3 separate regions of the Sus scrofa genome follow, and regions 1 and 2 are each linked to region 3. The links are chromatin contacts, called in public HiChIP or PLAC-seq and promoter capture Hi-C maps. All regions are on one chromosome and are shown on one strand. The core of a region is the stretch at or near the end of the contact, and the rest is flanking DNA. Distances in the headings are between cores, read along the strand shown. Region 1 holds the start of INPP5A (type I inositol 1,4,5-trisphosphate 5-phosphatase). Region 2 holds the start of PWWP2B (PWWP domain-containing protein 2B). Region 3 holds the start of BNIP3 (BCL2/adenovirus E1B 19 kDa protein-interacting protein 3).

Region 1 (2,909 bases), core at 263-2,762, 360 kb after region 3:
TGTGTGCACGCACCTGTGTGCAGGTGCGCATGTGGGCAAGGGTGTTTCGGGGCCATGATGGGCTGGGGAGAAGGGCCAGAGACAGCCTGAGTGGAGGTGAGGACACAACATCACTTCTTAGGAAACAGGTTCCAGGCATCAGTGACCCACATTTGGCTCCTGCTAAGGTACCCTTGGCAGGTGCTGCGTTTCTAACAAAGTAAAACAAGACATGCCCTGCCGGGTAAGAGAGAGAGCCACACGGGCTGGCGGCCTAAACATCCGAGATTTATTTCTGACACTGGGGAGGCTGGAAGGCAGAGATCCTGTTCTGAAGGGCTCTGCTTCTGGGAGAGCGCCTCTCCCTGGCTTGTGGGTGGCCACCTTCTTGCTCTGGGGTCACAGGCCCTCTTTTTTGTCTTCGGTTCTGGGTGGGAGGTTGTGGGGGGACAGGAAGTGCTCTGGGTCTTTCCTTAAAAGGAGGCTGATGCTGCTGGAAAAGGGCCCCACCCTTATGAGCTCACTGAACCTGAATGTATCTCCTCAGAGCCTCTCTCCTCACATGTGGCCACAATGAAGCTGGGCCTCAACCTAAGAATTCTGGAGGACATATTCGGTCCAAGGCGACAGCTGGTTTCAAGTGAAGTGGGTTCCGGCTGGCAGGCTAAGCGGTCGCTTAGGCAGGGTCCGGACCCGACGGGTCAGCACGCGGAGGTGACGCCTTCCCTGGCAGGCTCCGCAGCGCACAGAGCCTGCGCCCCCTCGGCCCCGGCCGGCGGTGCGTGTCGCCGCACGCACATCTCCTGCGAGAGCAAGCGCGGGCAGGGCTGGTCCTCCGCGGACCCTGCGCATCCCGGCGCTGCGGGAGGGCGGTCCGAGCGCGAGATGCGCCTGGAGAGCCTCGTGAACCGTCCTGGACGCGTGGTCCCTGCTACCTGCATCGAGTGGGTGGACAGAACCTAGAGCCAGTAGTTGGCGGCTACTTGTCCCCTTTCGGGGCAGCGTCGGCACATCTCCCGTCCCCAGCAGCCATTTCATTTCCGCCGACTTCCAGGCGCGGAGGGCAGGCACAGACCCCAGCGTGCCTGCTGCCCTGAGCCCTCCGGTCCGGCGGCCCGGCGCGGGTCACACAGGGCCACGCGATCCCACCGCAACCCCTGCGGGAAAGCAAGGGGGTCCAGCCCCAGCAGAGCGCGGCCCCTTTAAGACGCGACCGAGGCGCCGGGCCTTGCCGTCAAAGGGCTGCGGGAAGAGTCAGTGCGCAGCCGCGGCACGGGGCGAGGCGGGGCGGGCGCTGACTGATGGGAACGTGGCCCAGAGGCCGGGGTCGACGCAAGAGCATCCCCCGCAGGCCCCGCCCCTCAGGCCTGGCCCCGCTTCCGCCCTCCACGCCCCTCCCCACCGTCCCCGCCCCTCGAGGCCCCACCCCTCCCCTGCCCCGCCCAGCCCGCCCCGCCTTCTGCAGGCCCCGCCTCCGCTCGGCCTCGCCCCGCCCCGCTCGCCCCGCCCCCGGCCCGGGCGGGCCTCGCCTCAGCGATCGGCGGCGGCGGCGGCGGCGGCGGCAGCGCTGCGGGAGCTCCGGCGGCCGCGATCCTAATGGCTGCGCGCGGGCCGCGGTGAGCGCCGGCGGAGAGCGACGGGCGTGGGGCCGCGGAGAGCGAGAGCGAGCGCGGCCGGACCCCGGCCAGGCCCGGCCTGACCGGCCGAACCCGCGATGCGCCCCGGGGCCGCCCCCTGGCGCAGCTGACGCCGCGGCCCGCGGAGACCCCGGCTGGCCGGCCCCGAGGAGCGGCCGCCCCGGCCCAGGCCGCGATGGCGGGGAAAGCGGCCGCCCCGGGCACCGCGGTGCTGCTGGTCACGGCCAACGTGGGCTCGCTCTTCGACGACGTAAGTGCGCTGCCGGACCCCGGACCCCGGATCCCGGACCCCGGACCCTGAGCCCCGGGGACTCCGGACCTGAAGAGTCCTGGGACCCGGGGCCTGGGCCTGAGCCCTGGGACCCTGGGACCCAGACACCTAGTCCTTTGCCCTGGGACCCCGGACCCACCCCTGACCCCCGGCCCTGAGCCCCTGCCTTCAAACTCCGTAGGTTGAACACAGAGCCCAGCCCCTGAACCCGGGTCCCTAAAATCCAATTCTAATCTCTGTCCAAGGTCCCCAAATCCTGACCCCAGACCCCCGGTCCCAGGGCCCCTTACCCTGAACCTGGCCCCAACCCTGGTAGGGAATCCTGACCCAGAACCTGGGCCCTGGACACAACCCCCAGCCCTTGTCTCCCCGATCCCAGCCGCTGATTCTGGCCTCTGACTCCGGCCCCTCCAGGGCCCCGGCTCTTGCCCCGGCCCTGCCTGCCGACTGTGGCTGCTGGGAGGTGTGGGCGCCCTCATTTCACCTTGTAACTTAGTATTTCTCTAGTTCTGGAACAAGGGGCTTCTGTTGAAAGCCCTGCGGACTTTGTTTCTTGTTTATTAAAGAGAAAGATGCAGAAGCTTTCCAAGGCCAGAAAAAGGATGCTGACGGTCCAAGGCCTCTGCTCTCTGGAGCCTCCCGCCCCGGCGGCCGGGGCCCTGGGGAAGAGAGTCCACCGGGGCCCGGTGCTCCCCGGGTTCCCCAGGCAGGCCGAGCCTGACCTAGTTCGGCATTGCAGCCACGGTGCCTCCCCGCTGTTGGTACTCACACTGCCAACCCAAATAAAGCACAATGCGGCTCCAAGTGGTGTGCTTGTTTCAGAAAAAAGGATGATGGCCCAGATGGGCCTGAGGCAGCCTGGCACTGCCCCCCCCCAGGTGAGCAGTGGGGGCGGCCACCTAGACCACCGTGCAAGCTGACTTTCCTGCCTCTGCTGAGCCTTCCTCTGCTGGCAGTGAGCAGGGTGAGGTGTTTCTGTAGCCTGAGTTCGTGCTCGGGTGAGGTGTGATTTTATCAATCAA
Region 2 (2,944 bases), core at 386-2,885, 260 kb after region 3:
CCTGAACGGGCCAGGCCAAGGCCCCGGTGCTGGGTAGGCCTGGCAGTGGCCGTGGTGGTGCCCGCAGCCGGGGGAGGGCTTTAGGGCCGAAGTCCAGAGACCCAGGGAGAGGCCCAGGCTCCTCCCAGGCCCTGCCCGTGGGCAGCTCTCAGAGGGCTGCCGCGCAGGGGTTTCCCTCCAGGATCAGCAGGTAGAGGCCAGCCCTGCGGGGGCCGTGCAGGAGGGGGCACCAGGTCAGGAGGGGGAGGCAGCGGGTGGGGGCGAAGTGACCAGGCCCCTCTGAAGGACTCTGCCCTTTAGTCTGCGAGTCTGGAAACTCCCCAGGGCTCCCGGAAACGGGCTGGGTGGGGAAGCCGCAGGAGCAGGGGTGGGGCCGGGCTGGGAGTGGGCGGGCCGCCGGGTGAGGTCCCCACAGCCACCCTTTAAAATGCAAATCCGTCTCCTGTCAGCTGACTCTTCTCTCGCTATTCTAGCTCCTGGAGGAGGGGTTTTAAAAATGGCTCCCAAAGGAGGTTCCACTGTCCGCGCCAGGACGGCATCCCCTGTCCTGTAACAAACACCAGCGGAAGAGGCGATGGGCAGGCCCTGCACGTCCGTGGGCCGGGGTAACCTTGCTGAGCCGAACACAAGGTTCAGGCCAGCTGCGTGTCAGTAAATTAAAGATTGAAAGAAAGGGCTTGCAAGTTCACGCTCAGAGTTCAAGACACACAGCAGGCTGGGGCCCAGTGCTCCCCTCTGGGCTCTGACAGACCTCAGGAGCTGCAGGGTGGTCCCTGCCCCCCCCCCCCACACAAAGCCCAGCTGGTCGCCAGTGTGTTTGTCCTCCTACCCAAGCTGGTCCTGCAGACACCTGGGAGCCACCCCCGGGGACCCCCTTCCTCATCTCAGCCTCTGCACCTTTCAGGGCCCCTCCCCAGCACCCCCACCCCCGCCTCTGCGGTCCTGCCAGTACACATTTCTCTGGTGGTCGCCTGCTCTCCTGGACACCCCCCTCTGCACACAGTTCCCTGTGCACAACCCTGACCGCCCCACCCGGCTCCCTAGTGTGTCCCCAGCTCCCGGTGTGCTGTGTGTCCCCAGTGCCCAGGAGGAGTGGTGCCCAGCAGGCATCTCCAGCAGGCTGGCACCTCTGCTGAGCGGGTGGACAGGCTCTGACCAGTCCCCCCTCCCAGGGCCACCAGGGGTCCCTGTTGCCTGGCCTTTCTGCTCCAAAGTCAGCCTGACAGCTCGGGAGAGCTGAGGTCCAGCAGTCACCGGCAGGGCCGGCTGACCCTGGAGAGGTGGCTGTGTCCAGTGCTCAAGCCCCCCACCCCTTGGGGTCCCCTTCTGCGGGGTGGGGGTGGCTGGTGTCTGCGGTTAACTCAGGCCTGGCCGAGGGCAGGCGTTCTCTCCCCCTGCGGCCTCCTCTGGGGCTGCTTGGGGCCCCGACTCCGATTTGTAGGGCCTCGGTCCCCAGCGGTGTACAGGGCACGGAGGGGGCGGCGAGACACTGCGAGAGCCCCGGGGGGCCCCTGGCTCCGCCCGGGCTCCTCTCGGCCGGCTCCCCGCGCCGCGCGGCCGCCGGAGGGCAAGGCCGCGCGGCGCGGAGGCGGCCCCAGTGTCCGCGGCGGCGCCAGGGGTGGCGGCCCCGGCTCAGGTCCGAGCCGGGCGGGCTGCGGCCGGCTGGGAGGGCGGGGCCGGGCGGCGGCGTCCGAGTCGTCAGGACAACCGGCCGCCCGCGGGTCTCCCGCGCCCAGTCAAGCGCAGTGAGGCCGGCGTTGGGGGCCGGGCTGGGCCGGGCGGCGCTCAGGGCCAGGTCGCCGCAACCGGCCGGGCCCTGCGGGCGGCCCGAGGGGGTCCCGAGCCCCGTGGGGGGCGCGGAGGTGCTCGGGAGGGTCGGGAGCCGGCCCCGGCGTTAGGCCCCCACGGCGGCTCAGCGCCCCCCACGCCCCCCACCCGCCGGCCGGCTGCACGCGCCGGGGAGCCCCGCTCCGGCTCAGCGAAGGCAGGCCCTTCCATTGTCCACTGGCTGTGTGGCGCCCCAACCCCTCCGGCCGCGGCCGGGTCGCAAGGAACCTGCCATTTCCCGGGCGCCCCGGGGACACGCGAGCGAGATCGAGGACCGGATAACCCTCCCCAGCCCTGCTGCGGGCGGGCCAGGGCCGGGCGCGCGCGCGCTCTCGTCACCCGGGGAGTCGCCGAGCCCGCGGGGGTCAAGTGCCCCCCATGCGGCGAAGGCGAAACTGGGCCGCTGCGGCGCGCCCGCTGGTGTCCCCTCGGCGCCCGCGTCTCCTCCGCCCGGCCTGCCGGGCTTCCTGCTCGCGCCACCGGGACTTCCTCCCCGCGGTGCCCGGGTGGCCACTCGGCGCCAGACCCAGAGGCGGGGAAGCCGGGGCGATGGCGAGGGAGGGAGGGCCGCGGCCGGGAAGAGGGGAGAGTAAGGAAGACACCCTGGGGCCGGGAGCGCCCGGCGACCCGAGTGGGCCCCCCGGCAGCGGAGGCGGGGTCCCAGGGGCCGGGCCGTCCTCCCTGCGCCCGCTCTCGGGTCCTTTCCGCGGGCGCTCGCCGCCAGCGTCGCCGGGGGTGGAGCGCAGCCCTGCCCCGTCCTGCCCCGTCCTGCCCCGTCGCGGTGGGGCTCCGCACTGCGTCTCCACGCCGGGCGTGGAGGCCGCACGGCCCGGCGCGCGTCTGCGGGCGCCGGTGGCCCGCGCGCCCCTCCCCGCGCCCCCGGCCCGCTCGCGGAGGCCGCCCCGAGCGGAGCTTTGTGACGTCAGGCGGCCGGCGGGCGGCGTCACGCGCGGGGCTGACCCGGCGCGGGGCGGGGGCCGGGCCGGGACGCGGAGCATGGAGCCGCGGGTCGGCTGCCGGCTGCCCGTGCGGGTGGAGCAGGTCGTCAACGGCGCGCTGCTGGTCACCGTGAGCTGCGGCGAGCGCAGCTTCGCCGGGATCCTGCTGGACTGCACGA
Region 3 (2,815 bases), core at 5-2,504:
CCACTCGGCCTGCAACTGTCTTTTTATAGAATAAACAAAACAGAAAAACAAATCTTTTAACTTGGGAGCTGGCCTTCTGCATTGCCAATGACTCAGCAGTTTGGTGTGTCAATCAAGGAACGGAGATGGGGGCTCTGGGCGCTTAGAACCCTTCCAGACACAAATCTCAACCACCAAAGCACGAGGTCAGAAGCGTAGACGAGTGACCACGGCATCCTCGGTGGTGAGAAAAGACAGATTCAATCTCAACCTGTTTCCAAGAAGATAAGCAGTGTTGAAATTTAATGAGATGACAGGATTTTTAAACTGTCGTCTTAGTTCTAAATGCACATTATACAACGCATTACACCGAGTCTTACTTAGGAAAAGCTTGTTGGAAGGCGTAAGAAAATGTGGCTAAGTTCAGATAACAAAAAGGTTTTCAAAAACTTAAAAATGCACCCGCAAAGGTTTCGACGGTCCTCTCCAAACTTATTTACGTGCTCCCGCTGCCTAAACTCTTGCTTCAGAGGATCCAAAGGTCGCGCGCACGGCCCCTCCTCCAGCCCGCGGCCGCGGGGCTCCCCAGGGACAGGACCGCGAGGCCGGACCCCGCGAGCCCGCTTTCCGGGAGGGGCAGGGGGTCCCCGCCTCGCCGGCCACCAGTCCGCGTCCAGCTTGGCTTTGGAACGACCCCCAGGACGAGAGAACCTGAGCTTCAGGGAAGAGCTGGCGGCGCGCCCCCGCCGTGTCTAAGCGGCCCCCCGACGCTGACCGGCGCCCCGCACCCCCGGCAGCCCCGGCAGCCCACGTCCCCCAGCCGCGCCTCCGGACCGAGCCGACGACGCTGCAACCACGTCCACGAACTCCACCCGCAAGCCAGGCGTTTGCTCGCCGGTACCGGCACGGGCCCTGGGCTGCGCCTCTGCCGTCCGGGGAGGCTGCACCCGCCGCGCCCCGAGCCCGCGGCGCCCGGCCTCCCGGGGGTCCCCGCGCAGCCCCTCCACCAGGCCGCCCGGGCCCGCTCACCGTGCAGGCTCTCCTCCTGCAGCCCGGGGGCCTCGCTCTGAGACATGGCGGCGGGGCGGCGGGGGCCGGAGCCGAGCTGCGGCCGCAGAGGGACGGGGGGAGGCGGCAGCGGTGGCGGCGGCGGCGGCGGCGCGGGCCTAGCAGCTCGAGCGCGGTCGGCCCGCGGCCCGACTGACTGACGCTGGCGGCGGACGCACGGCGGATAAGCGGCGGCGAAGCGGCGGCGCCGCCCATTGGCCGCGGGGCGGGGCCTTCGAGGGCGCGTGCGGCGCGTGCGACGCGTGCGCGGGGCGGGGGCGGGGGAGGGGTCGCCTGAGGAGTGGAGCGCGCGTGCGCTGGCCGGGCGGTGCGGAGGGGGCTGCGCGTGCGCAGGCGGGACGGGGCGCGGGGCGGGGCGGGGAGACCCGGGCCGGGAGCGCGCGCCCTGGGGGGCGAGGCGTGGGAAACCGGCAGGTGCGTGTCGGACGTGCGGGCCCCGCGGAGAAACCTAGGCCGGCGGGAGGCGGGGCCTGGCGGGGCCTGGGCGTCGGTGATACTGCCTGAGGCCTGACCGCGCTCCCTCTGACCGCGGGGAGGAGAGCAAGGGAGGCGGGGCAGCCAGCCGAAGGCGGCGCTGGCAGTTTGGCCGGCGTCCTGAGGCCACCAGCCGGTCGCCCCTCTCAGTTGACCGCCTTTTGTACGTCAGCCTGGCGGGAAGTCAGATCAGAATCTCTGGCAACAGGTCTGGGATGCCGCACATCAGCCCTGTGACCACAAGGCCTAAATGGCCAGGACTTGATCAGCGATGACAGCTTCCCCGACTTCGGTCCCTGCCTCCAGCTCAGGACCAACCAGAGAAAGACAGATAGGACCAATATTTGCGTCCCTAGCCAATCGCAGGGACGCGGCGGATGCTCATGAGAGGGGCATCAATCTTGCTTTCTCTCTGGATGTCCAGGAGCTGGCCTTGCTTTCAGGCTGACTGTCCTTCTCATTTTCACTTGCTCATGGTGCGTGGAGCCCACGCCGCCCCTGTCCCAGCGGCATTCTAGTTGGGTGCAGCCAGGAACAAACAGAACAGCGTGTCCCTGCAGAGGCGCGAATTGCAGTCTCTCAGTGTTCCCACCCCAGCCCTCCCCAGGCGCCCCTCCCAGCTCCTCGGCCCCTCTTCCTGGGGAAGCAGCTGCGGTATTGAGCCTTAGGGCCCACAGACACCCTGTGTTTGGCCATCATTTAGGTGTTCTTTGACTTTTTTCTCAGCAGTATCTTGCAGTTGTCAGGGTTCAGGGCTCGCACATCTTTTGTCAGAGGCATCTCTAAATATTCATACTTTTAATGTTATGGTGACTACCGTTGTTAAATCTCATTTGATTGCTTTTTGAAAATATATAGGAATATGGATTTTAGTGTCATCACGTCTTGCAACCTGCTAAGCTCACTGAAGTTTTTTATAAGTCCTCGAAAAGACAGTGGCACCTGGTTTTCCTTCCCCATGTGGAACCCTCTACAGCTTCCAGCAAGTTCCATCACCCAGAGGACGCCATGCAAGGAAGTGGCAATGCCGGGACTTGAAGACCTGCTCCAGTGACAGGCCCTACTCTCACCTGCCCTGCCCTGAAAAACAGCCTCAGTGGCCTAGGGAAGTCCCCAGGTCAGGGGTCACATCTAAGCTGCAACTGCAGCCTACGCCACAGCAACCCTGGATCCAAACCACTTCTGTGACCTACACCGCAGCTTATGGCAATGCAGGATCCTTAACCCGCTGACTGAGGCCAGGGATGGAACCGGTGACGTCACAGAGACAACACTAGGTCCTTGACCAGCTGAG

Evidence for each region. Promoter capture Hi-C pulls out the DNA fragments that hold promoters and counts their contacts. HiChIP or PLAC-seq counts read pairs in DNA pulled down with a chosen protein or histone mark.
Region 1: a promoter capture Hi-C map of liver shows a contact between it and region 3, with 4 times the contacts expected there. The contact joins the promoter of INPP5A here to the promoter of BNIP3 in region 3. A contact is called at or near these places in 2 of 5 promoter capture datasets (fetal liver and liver), 2 of 47 Hi-C or Micro-C datasets (heart right ventricle and liver) and 1 of 2 datasets of contacts at active chromatin or transcription factors (alveolar macrophages).
Region 2: a contact with region 3 is called in an H3K27ac HiChIP or PLAC-seq map of alveolar macrophages. The contact joins the promoter of PWWP2B here to the promoter of BNIP3 in region 3. A contact is called at or near these places in 2 of 2 datasets of contacts at active chromatin or transcription factors (alveolar macrophages and skeletal muscle).

What each region holds. Positions count from the first base shown.
Region 1 is chr14:140,735,217-140,738,125 of Sscrofa11.1, forward strand. It overlaps INPP5A (type I inositol 1,4,5-trisphosphate 5-phosphatase), which reads left to right and starts at 1,513. Exons shown (of 16, transcript XM_005671580.3): 1 at 1,513-1,866. The coding sequence starts at 1,792.
Region 2 is chr14:140,634,171-140,637,114 of Sscrofa11.1, forward strand. It overlaps PWWP2B (PWWP domain-containing protein 2B), which reads left to right and starts at 1,636. Exons shown (of 3, transcript XM_021073880.1): 1 at 1,636-2,944. The coding sequence starts at 2,206. All of the region lies in intron 1 of LOC110256841 (basic salivary proline-rich protein 2-like), which reads right to left.
Region 3 is chr14:140,370,697-140,373,511 of Sscrofa11.1, forward strand. It overlaps BNIP3 (BCL2/adenovirus E1B 19 kDa protein-interacting protein 3), which reads right to left and starts at 1,255. Exons shown (of 6, transcript XM_003359404.4): 1 at 1,009-1,255. The coding sequence starts at 1,054. LOC110256840 (a long non-coding RNA gene) reads left to right here and starts at 1,382. Exons shown (of 2, transcript XR_002338864.1): 1 at 1,382-1,461; 2 at 2,380-2,815.